Regions from separate parts of the Mus musculus genome. Here regions 1 and 2 are each linked to region 3. Evidence: chromatin contacts called from public HiCAR-type and HiChIP or PLAC-seq data. All regions are on one chromosome and are shown on one strand. The core of a region is the stretch at or near the end of the contact, and the rest is flanking DNA. Distances in the headings are between cores, read along the strand shown.

What was found. HiCAR-type assays count read pairs that join an accessible place to other places. HiChIP or PLAC-seq counts read pairs in DNA pulled down with a chosen protein or histone mark.
Region 1: a HiCAR-type map of embryonic stem cells shows a contact between it and region 3, with 2.3 times the contacts expected there. The contact joins two enhancer-like sites. A contact is called at or near these places in 2 of 484 Hi-C or Micro-C datasets (embryonic stem cells and nephron progenitors) and 3 of 115 datasets of contacts at active chromatin or transcription factors (embryonic stem cells and large pre-B cells).
Region 2: a contact with region 3 is called in an H3K27ac HiChIP or PLAC-seq map of embryonic stem cells, with 6 read pairs. The contact joins two enhancer-like sites. A contact is called at or near these places in 9 of 484 Hi-C or Micro-C datasets (brain and embryonic stem cells), 7 of 115 datasets of contacts at active chromatin or transcription factors (embryonic stem cells and large pre-B cells) and 1 of 9 other capture datasets (embryonic stem cells).

The regions. Positions count from the first base shown.
Region 1 is chr13:11,910,120-11,914,009 of GRCm38.p6, forward strand. The region is part of intron 3 of Ryr2 (ryanodine receptor 2, cardiac); the gene reads right to left. Among named protein-coding and RNA genes, the nearest start is that of Ryr2, 190 kb to the right of the region's middle. Within about 2 kb of position 2,267, at least 6 of the 459 cell types and tissues checked have an H3K27ac peak or open chromatin away from gene starts, as enhancers often do. A contact at or near this core is called in embryonic stem cells, where this site is marked.
Region 2 is chr13:11,932,053-11,935,485 of GRCm38.p6, forward strand. All of the region lies in intron 2 of Ryr2 (ryanodine receptor 2, cardiac), which reads right to left. Among named protein-coding and RNA genes, the nearest start is that of Ryr2, 170 kb to the right of the region's middle. Within about 2 kb of position 1,604, at least 17 of the 459 cell types and tissues checked have an H3K27ac peak or open chromatin away from gene starts, as enhancers often do. A contact at or near this core is called in embryonic stem cells, where this site is marked.
Region 3 is chr13:12,070,803-12,074,208 of GRCm38.p6, forward strand. The region is part of intron 1 of Ryr2 (ryanodine receptor 2, cardiac); the gene reads right to left. Among named protein-coding and RNA genes, the nearest start is that of Ryr2, 34 kb to the right of the region's middle. Within about 2 kb of position 1,934, at least 34 of the 459 cell types and tissues checked have an H3K27ac peak or open chromatin away from gene starts, as enhancers often do. A contact at or near this core is called in embryonic stem cells, where this site is marked.

The DNA of each region.
Region 1 (3,890 bases), core at 1,017-3,516, 160 kb before region 3:
TGGGCTTATGGGAATAAGAAATGCCCCCTATCATACCCATATGTAACTGTCTAGAAAACACATTTAAGATAAACCTCTAAAAATAGTTATCATGTTCCTGTAAGTTCTTCTAAAGAATTCCCATCAGTCTCAGTAAGAACTAACTAGTAGATATCAAATAAATCAAGGAACTTAAAAGACACTGACAACTGACCTACCCACTCAGTACTAGTCTAAAAAAAATCCTGGCAAGTAATAAACTCTCTCTATCTTAAGGAATCTTTGGCCACAATGTTTTATTATTACAGCAGCATAAAAGTAACTAGTAGACCAGTAATTCACATGAATTAATCCTATTGTTCATTTGCTACGACGTGTTATATTTAGATATATTTATATATAATAATAAATAAATAAATATAATCATATTGTAATCACACAAGAAATCTGGGAAAATATCCAAATTGAATGATTCTAATCAAATCATATAGCCTATACATTCAAGATTCATAATCTAAAACAGCCTATAACTCTGCCACTGTGATTAAGTTACACACTGATTAAGTTGACCTCCTTATTGAGTTTGATGCAGGAGTCTGTGAACTACAGTCAAATGCAGACTCCTGTAGCCATTCCTCCTGAATATAAAGAAAACAATGTCTACAAACAAAAGATGCACATTTCAACCACAGACGTCCACATTCTATACACAAGAAAACAGGCAGGGTTCAGCAAATGTGTGCAGCTGGAGGAAATTATACTCCCATTTTTTAAATTATAGTTCCATTCTGTGTGTAAAGGGAAAGATATGTTCACATACATGGGCTTTTAGACACAACAGGGAATGAACCATCTATCAGGAACATTTCAAGTTACTTGTATCCTGGGCTCCACCCTGTAATGGTGGTCTTTAGTTTTACTTGAGAAGGAGGTTCCAGAAAACAGATGTAAACAGAATCCAGCCCTCGAGATAGTGTAAGTTATAGTAGACACTTGGCAATAGAAACTTCTCATATAAAGAGGCAGTGACATCATACTGGCGACTGCATAAAGCATGAATCCATTAAGCATTTCAGAGATATGAGGGTGGACTGGAAGAGGTCATGCTGGGTATTCAAGAGCTTCCCCTTGCATTTTGGAGCACATATAAATACACTGAATGACTGTGATGGCCACTGTAAATTGTCAGCTGGAGCAGATCTGGAATCACCTAGGAAACAAGTCCCCAAGATCAACTGTAGAGGGCTATGTTCATTAGCATTTGGCCATGAATGGGGTGGGACAGTTATCGTAACTAGATTAAATTGAAGTGGGAAGACTCTCCCTGTGTGAGTGTCACCATCCCATGGCTTAAGTCCTGGACTGCATAAGAAAGTGAGCTGAACACTAGCATTCATCATTCTTTGCCTCCCAACTGTGGATAAGCCTGACCTCCTACTCTCCTTCCTGCCGCCATGCCTTCCCTGCCATGGTGGACTGTACTGCAGCCTGAGTCTGTTTGAATAGACCCTTCCTCCGTTACAGTGCTTTTGCCTGATGCCTTTAGAGGATAGCAAGAGCTTTAACTAGCACACCTAATTAAGCTTATCTCTACTCCAGCTCACAGGAACTAATAAATATGGGAGTTCTAGAAATGTAAGATGATAAACCATGTTTTAAGCCACCCCATGACAGTGGTAGTCATTTGTTTCAAGAGACAAAGGTGAGCCCGGCGTGGTGACGCTTGCCTTTAATCCCAGCACTTGGGAGGCAGAGGCAGGCGAATTTCTGAGTTCAAGGCCTGCCTGGTCTACAGAGTAAGTTCCAGGACAGCCAGGACTATACAGAGAAACCCTGTCTCGAAAAACCAAAAAAGAACTAACCAGTACCCCCAGAGCTCGTGTCTCTAGCTGCATATGTAGCAGAAGATGGCCTAGTCGGCCATCATTGGGAAGAGAGGCCCCTTGGTATTGCAAACTTTATATGCCCCAGTACAGGGGAACAGCAGGGCCAAGAAGTGGGAGAGGGTGGGTAGGGGAGCAGGGCGGGAGTAGGGAACTTTCAGGATAGCATTTGAAATGTATATAAAGAAAATATCTAATAAAAAATTTAAAAACATAAAAAAAAGAGACAAAGGTGAAACCTGTGGATATTTGTGGTGTTGAATGAAATGATTTAATGCGGCAGATGATATTAGATTCAGTCCATAGTTCATAGTTGCTTTCTTCTGGGGGAGGGTAGATAGACAAAGATGCACAGTTCTCCTCAGTAGAGAAAGCATTCAAATGCATGACCACACCCGAGGCCTCCCCTGCAGGGGGTGTGTCTTGTGCCTGTCACAGATTGACTTCTCATGACTCCATGAGGGAGATGCTGTTGTTTTGTCTCACTCTGTAAATAAAGAGTCCATGGGATAGAGACCTGCTCAGTGGCCTGCCAGGGTTTGAACTTGAGGAGTATGCTGTATAATCCTAGCATTTAGCCACTGCAAGACCCAGCATCAGACTCCCTGAATTTCCCCTCTGTTCTTGCACAGGTACAAGATCATTTTTTTATGCAATTACTTGTCTGAAATTGGTGCCTCTAGGCTCAATACATGTACTCATAAAAACTCATTTATGGTGCTTTGATATTTTTAAAATGTATTTTTAAAAATTCATCTAGCAGTGAATTCAGCTAGTAGCCTTTTGATGCACCTTTGAGCATTCTCAGAGTACATGACTCAAAGAGATAAAATTTTATGAGAATAAAATTTAAAATTTGCTAACATATCACATTCTACAACTCATTTTTCACAGAAAATACTGAACAAATTCACAGCTCTACCAACAATTAAGCCACTGGGGTGTCCCTGTTTCTTTCATTAGAAGAAAAAACTATTTAGGAATGAGCAGTGTGCTTATAGCTTCATATCAAATAAACTGTTTTAGAAGTGGAACAATTCAAGTGACTTTAAGTGACCTCTGAACCACGTGCAGTGGCTCTCACCTATAATCTTAGCAACTAGGAGTCTGAGGCAGGAGGATTTCTGTGTCTATTAAACAAAGTGATATTTTTTTCCTTCAGAAAATAAAGAAGCCTGATGAAAATATCATGTATCTTTTTGGAGGCACTCAGAGCTATGAGTTTCCCTCTTAGAAATGCTTTCATTGTGTCCCATAGGTTTGGGTATGTTGTGACTTCATTTTCATTAAATTCTAAAAAGTCTTTAATTTCTTTCTTTATTCCTTCCTTGACCAAGGTATCACTGAGAAGAGTGTTGTTCAGTTTCCACGTGAACGTTGAATTTCTATTATTTATGTTGTTATTGAAGATCAGCCTTTGTCTGTGGTGATCTGATAGGATGCATGGGATAATTTCAATATTTTTGAATCTGTTGAGGCTTGTTTTCTGATCAATTATATGGTCGATTTTAGAGAAGGTGCCATGAGGTGCTGAGAAGAAGGTATATCCTTTTGTTTTAGGATAAAATGTTCTGTAGATATCTGTTAAATCCATTTCTTTCATAACTTCTGCTAGTTTCAATGTGTCTCTGTTTAGTTTCTGTTTCCAGGATCTGTCCATTGATGAGAGTGAAGTGTTGAAGTCTCCCACTATTATTGTGTGAGGTGCAACGTGTGCTTTGAGCTTTACTATAGTTTCTTTAATGAATGTGGCTGCCCTTGCATTTGGAACATACATATCCAGAACTGAGAGTTCATCTTGGAAGGTTTTCCCTTTGATGAGGATGAAGTGCCCCTCCCTGTCTTTTTTGTTGAGAACCTCATATGTGAATACTACATGTGCCTTACTTCCCCAGCTCCTGCCATGTACCCTTTCTTCCCAGTTCATGACCTTCCTCCTCCTCCTTCTTCTTCAATTACTATTGTTACTTGCATATGTAAATATGCACACATGTATATACAACCTACTTAATTCATTTAGCATTGCTG
Region 2 (3,433 bases), core at 354-2,853, 140 kb before region 3:
ATCTACACTTGTCTACAGAAATTCTCATCAACCTCTGCCAAACCTTCCTGTTCAACTACCTTATCATCAGACATATGTTTGGATTGTTGTTGTTGTTGCTGCTGTTGTTGTTTTTGTTTGTTGGGTGTTACTTCGATCTTTCTATTTAATGATTCTGGTTAACATAGATTAATAAATTCAGAATTGAGGATGTCACTCAGTGCTAAGAGTCCATGGCCAAGACACTTGAGGCTTTGAGTGACAGTATCCTAGTCATTATAGAAACAAATGAATAGTTGATTTTTTAAAATTATATAATATCCCTTTGTCAGCTGATGGCAATTTTGGTTGTTTCTCCATTTGAGGCTGTTATGAGGGGAAAAAAATGCCTAAACACATAAGCCTCTGAGCAGAAGCAGATACATAACTCTTGGATAGATAATAACCAAGAGTGGATTTCCAGGCTATGTCATAAAACTTTAATTTTATCAGAAATAACAATTTTTCAAAATGATTGCTCCATTTTGTATTAATATGTAACTTCATGATCTTCATTATCACATACCAATGTTTGCAGCTAAGATATTTTATGCAGATATTAGAAAATTATACTAGCAAAAGATGTTAGCATTTTAATTATGTGAACTTTTGAAATTATTTATCTTCAGAATTTTTCTGTACAGCCTTTTATTCTTTATATTATATATGGCAATGGAGAATCATGCTTTATATCAAGTAGTAAATTAAATATCACTCCAAGTGCACTGCACCAAACACATAGCCAATCAGCATAGAATTAAGCATTATTGTAGCCACAAGTGTTTATTCAAGTCAAGCTAAAGACATTCAATTAATTCCACAAGGCAGGAAAGCAATCTCTGTGTACTATGGGAGTATAGGAGAATCTTTTCAAAGCCAAATGAACTGATGAACTGTCAGAACAGAATATCGGTATTATCATGGTTCTAAAGAATAAAAGGAAATTTAAAAAAATCAATATATATTTATTGAGTGTCTCCTTCCCTCAAAAATATGTTAGTTCCTGAGAGGTGAGACAGGTGAGTTGTTGTCTCTGCCAGCACGTACTTTCCAGGCTAGAGAAAGCAGAGAGAACAGGACCATATACTCTGTAGCAAGGCAGAGAGGAGGGGGCAGCAGAAGAAATTCACCTTGCTGGGCAGGCTTAGAAGGACAGAAATGGAGGGAGAACAAAGCCAAAGAACAAATGAACCAATGAGAAAGGAAGAGACAGAGGAATGAAAGGGAAGAAGTGAGAAGGGAGGAGAGAGAGATACAAAGAGTGTGAGGGGTGGGGAACAGGAAGGGAGGGAGGGAGGGAGGGGAGGGAGGGAGGGAGGAAGTCCACATTCCCAGAAGATCTAGGGGCAGCAGCACACACCTAAAATCCTAGCACTGGGGGAGCAGCCCCTAGAGGAACCTTCCAGCTCACTGAACAGTCAGCCAGTGAGCCAGTGAGCTCCTGGTTCAGTGAGGTCCTAGACACAAAAAGAAACTGGAGAGCCACAGGAAAAGACAACTGACCTTGACCTCTAACCTCCACCTGTGTATACACACACACACTTACAAGACATAAACACCTACACTCAAAATGTCTGAAATACACATTTCTGTGCCCATCAATACAGTTTTTAGGCTCACAGCCAGGCTTATCTATTTGCATACTGTCTACAGCTGCTCTGGGGCTAAATGTCAGAGTTGAGAAGAAAACATGACCCAAGATACCTAAAATATTTACTCTCTGGCTCTTCCGAGAAAAACCTGCCAAGCCAGCTCCACTGGCTGCCATGTGTCTACCACAGCTAAGTCATACTCTCAGATCTAGAAAAGGAGAAGCATGAAAACCCAGAGCACAACTGGACTGTTCTGCAAATTCAGGTTCAAGGGTCAAATACTGACAACTTTGGGATAGGGAGAAAACCGTCAGTGGTTTAGAGCTTCCCAATACTGAGGTCCTGACTTCAGATCCCATGTAAACCCTCGGTGGGTGTGATAGCCTGACTGTAATTCCAGTCTTGGAAGGCAAAGATAGGGAATACCCAGGGCATGCTACTTATTGCTACGCACGCTCCAGTGGAGTTTGCTTGGCAGGCCGAGAGGCCTGGGAGCACTCATGAGGCAAAGAGTTTCACGGAAACTCACCTCCTGGAACTTTGGCATTCTCATAACCCGTATATTCTTACCCTATCCCTGCGTTAGTCTGGTGTATGGATCCATGTGCTCTCTTTTAGTATTATCTTATTATAAGTGCCTTTTTAGATTGAATTCTGACATAGCTAAGCCTTCGCCAGTGTTCCAATGTCCCAGAAAGTCCTTGAAGCCAACAAACTTGGAAAGCAGTGAGAAGGTTATCTATTCAGTAGCATTCAAATTTACTTCTAGTAGAGACAGTGAAACTAATTAGGCATTACAAAGAACAGAGCTAGAATAGCTCAGGGCTAGTCTGCAGAGTGATTACTTAGGACAGTAGCCAGTCTTACCCAAACCCAAACACAATGGCCTAGCTAATAGGTGGGTTTACCATGAAAGAGTTAGGGAATCCCACTGAGACAGGAATCTTCACTACAGCCAGGTATAGCAGGCTACATTGCATATTAGAAGCAAGTTGGTGAATTCTTCTGACAAATGGAGATTCTCCACAGATACTTAAAAGAACACCAACGTTACACTCATACAAGAATTTATCAGGGTCTAAGAAATAGGGGGCTTGTGGTATTGCATTATTCATGAGAAGGTCTGCTAGAGCAGAACCCCCTGGTGCAAGCTTTCACAAGGCTCAAAGGAGTAGCAAATTGTGACTAGGGTGTGAAATCCTTACCTGTCATTAAAAATGGGGGAGGGGCAGGACCAGGTTTGGGAAGAGGCAGGAGAAAAAGTCCAGAGTGGCACGAGAATGAAAAGAAATAAGTAGCAGTGGAGAGAGGGGCCCTTGGGGAACCACTAGAAAGTCTCAGACATCAGGGATGCAAGAGGCTTCCAGGACTCAATGGGCATAACATAAGCCAAAACACTCAACAACAGGGAGATAGAACCTGAAGAGACTACCTCTAGTCCAGTCGATAGACATGGCCCCCAATAGAAGGATGTGGGCATCCACCCATCTCAAAACTTTTAACCCAGAATCATCCCTGTCTAAAGGAAATGCAGGGACAAAAATGGAGCAAAGGCTGAAGAAAAGGCCATCCAGAGACTGCCCCATTGTGTGATCCATTCCATCTGCAGACACCAAACCTGGACACCATTGATGATGCCAAGATATACTTGCAAACAGGAATTTAATATAGCTGTCCTCTGAGAGGCTCTTCCAGCACCTAAGTCAGATGCAGATACTTGCAGCCAACCATTGGACTGAGCCTGGGGATCCCAATGGAATAGTTAAGGAAGGGCTGAAGGAGCTGCAGGGGATTGCAACCCTATAAGAAGACAACAATATCAA
Region 3 (3,406 bases), core at 684-3,183:
AGGTTTTGAATAAGCAGGCTACACGAAAATAGCCTGAAGTCACAAGTGCAACTGAAGACTTTCAGCTAAGATGCCAGTCCAGTGGAGGGCCTGTGGGAGCAGCCAACAGTACCAGTTCCTGCTGGATGTAGCACTTCTAATTCAATGCCAAGCAGGAGAAAGGCATTCGGGAACACACCCCATGGGTGTAAGGGAGGTGTGAGGCCAGGACAAAAAGGCAGGGACGGAACACATCCCTCTGTCCTCTTCTGGTACTCTTTATCTTTTATCCAGGCAGTGAGATCATTATAGCCTAGTTAAGAATCCCGGGACCAGAGAGATGGCTCAATCAGTAAAGTGTGTGCCTCAAAAGCGTGAGGACCTGAGTTCGGATTCCCTGTCCCATATAAAAAGCCAGGCACAATGGCACTGGACAGACGGGGACCAGAGGATCATGGAGCTTGCTGGTCAGCTGGTCTACCCACACCATGAAGCACCTGGTTCAATGAAAGACCTTGTCCTAGTGCGCTCTAATTGTCCACTAGACACACTAGAGTTATGAGAGGAAAGCCTTGATTGAGGAATTGGCTAGATGGGATTCTCCTGTGGGCAGGTCTACGGGATGGTGTCTTGATTAGTAATTAGGCCAGAGGTCACAGCCAACTGTGGGTATCACCATCCCTAGGCAGGTGGTTCTCAGCTATATAAGAAAACAGATGTGAGCCAGCCAGAGGGTGAGCCAGTAACATTCTTCCATCCTGCCTGTTTTGAGTTCACACCCTGACTTCCCTCAATAATGGGCTGTGATCTGGAAGTGTACGCCAAATAAACTCTTTGCTCCCCAACTTGACTTTGGTCAGTGGTTTATAATAGCAACAGAATAAAACTAGAACAAAGTTCCTGTCTCAAAAAATAAAGTAGTTGTTAGAGATATGACTCATGGGAGGAGTGTGCATACTTCTCTTGCAGAGGACCTACGTTGGGTTCCAAAACCCACATTGGTTGCCTCATAACCACTTGTTCTACCTCTAGGGAATCCAACACCACTGGGCTCTAAGGGCAAATGCACTCACACGCATATACTCAAACATAGATACACACATACATATAGTTTTAAATAAATAAATAAGGCGAATGATTGAGGAAGACGCCCAGAATAGTCTTCTAGACTCCACATGTACTCACACACACACATGCACACACACATACATGTACATACACCTGAACACATACACATATACCACATATACACAGAATCCCCAAGACGTCTGTAGGAATGAAAACTAGCATAAAAGTTAAGGCTTTTGAGACATCTGTTCCCAGTGGGGCTGGATTAAGCTACCCAGAGGAACTGCAAACTGCAAGCCTCTGCCCTTGGCAGTTCCACAGCCCTGTTAGCCTGCATGCAATGTTGCAAAGAAACCATTTTCATAAGAATAAAAGCTAGGAGCACAAGTCTGGCTTGTAAAACAGAACCGGATGAAAAGGTTCACGGTTTACAAATGAGGGGGAGGAAGTGGGAGGGGCCCAAGTAGGGTGGCAAGGGTTGAAGAATAGGGTACATGTGACTTAATCCCCAAGTGAAACATGCCTGGGGCAAGATTTCCCAGACTGGCAATGGTGCTCAGCTGCAGTGGAAAATATGCGGACCCAGGCATTGCTCAATGACATAAACTAAAAGGCTAATTCCCCCTCCTGAAGGGAGAGACTGTCAAATCTGGGTTATAATTCTCCTTCCCATAAATCCAGGACCATGAAAACCTAAGGGGACACAAAATAACATCCAGGGGCCTCGGCCTTGCTCACTGTTTTTCTCCGAAAATTTCTAAGTCTAATTCATCACGAGACTCAGGCTTCCTTAGAGAAAGTAAAAAACAGTTCCAGGAGAGTCTTTGCTTTCCCGGGGCTGACAATGTCCCTCCTGTGTAGAATGCCAGGTTTCAAGGTCAACCATAAGCAGGAATCCAGCTGACATGCCTATCTAGTCCTGTGGACTCCCCCTGAGCCACGCTGAGCTGTGTGATGAGTAGCCTATTGGAAGCCAGCTTGCTTCCTGTCGGGTCTTCTTGAGTGTAATTCTCCCCAGCTGGGAGCACCTGTTTAAATGGCTGCCAACAGTCATTCCCGAGGCCTCACAGGTACAAGGGGTCCCACTCCCAGATCAAATCCAGTACTTAGCTGCTCCATGCCCAGCCCATCACTGGCTAGGGAGCTGTACTGCAGATGCCTCAGGGGCATATCTGTGGCATGAAAGGGGGACCCTCCTGCTGTCAGTCGGTGTCATGAGCAACAGCCTGACTGTTCACTCTGTCCATTACTTCCTGACTGCACAGCCCTTCCAGGCGTGGTCCTTCTCATAAAACACCCAGGAGTATAGTTATGCTGTGACTGTCAGACTGCCCCTGTCAGAAGGGTGCTGCCCAGTACCACGGCTGCTGCTGCAGAAGTGTCCAGGATCCCAGAGACAACAACCTTCACTGCTCCTCCATGACAGTTTATATGTGTAATGGGATCTGCAGAGCCCAAGCTGGTTTTAATAACTCCAGGTTTCACCACAGAAACTACAGCTTCTCTTAACAAGACTGAATAAAGAAAATTTGCTTTACATATTCATGACATGTCCTCTATGCCTTGATTATCTCTAAGCATGAGGTTTAGAGAAAACACTAAAAAGGAAAAGGTCTTGATACACATACAGTGGGGCTTTCAAAACCTAATTCACATGTAGAGGCAGAAGAAGCCCCTTAATCTCTCTGAGCCACAAAAGCCTCGTGAGCAGACTTAAGGTAGAACTTAGTTGAGATCATTAGTAGTTACCAAGCAAGGCACCAGACAACAGCTGATAGACAACTTAGTGTCTTTATTAATGTGTGGGACAGGAAAACGAGCAGAGCGTTTGCCAGCCTGGAATGGGTTTGCTAGTGTGCAGCACCATCTCAGTCAGCTGCTATGTCAGGGGATACTAGACGGTCCCTTCTTCCCCTCCACCAACCCCCCAAAAGATAATGGCCATTGTTCCTAAGGATGGCATTCATTAATTAATAAAGTGTCAGTTTGCCACTGACACAAAATATCTGAGGAGAACTGAGGACTTATTTGGGCTTACAGTTTTAGAGAGTTCAACCCGTGGTCTTTTAGGCTGGGAGAGGTAGCAGGAAGCTGGTACAGTAGCAGGAAGTGTATGGAGAACAAACTGCTTACCTTCTAGCAACCAGGAAGCAGAGAGGGGAACAGGCAGTGGTCAGAGATAAGACATACTTTTCCAAAGCGAGCTTCCGAACCCTCATCTCCTAATCATAGAAGATTCAGTTATGGGCTGGCGAGATGGCTCAGTGGGTAAGAGCACCCGACTGCTCTTCCAAAGGTCCAGAGTTCAAATCCCAGCAACCACATGGTGGCTCACAACCATCCGTAACGAGATCTGACT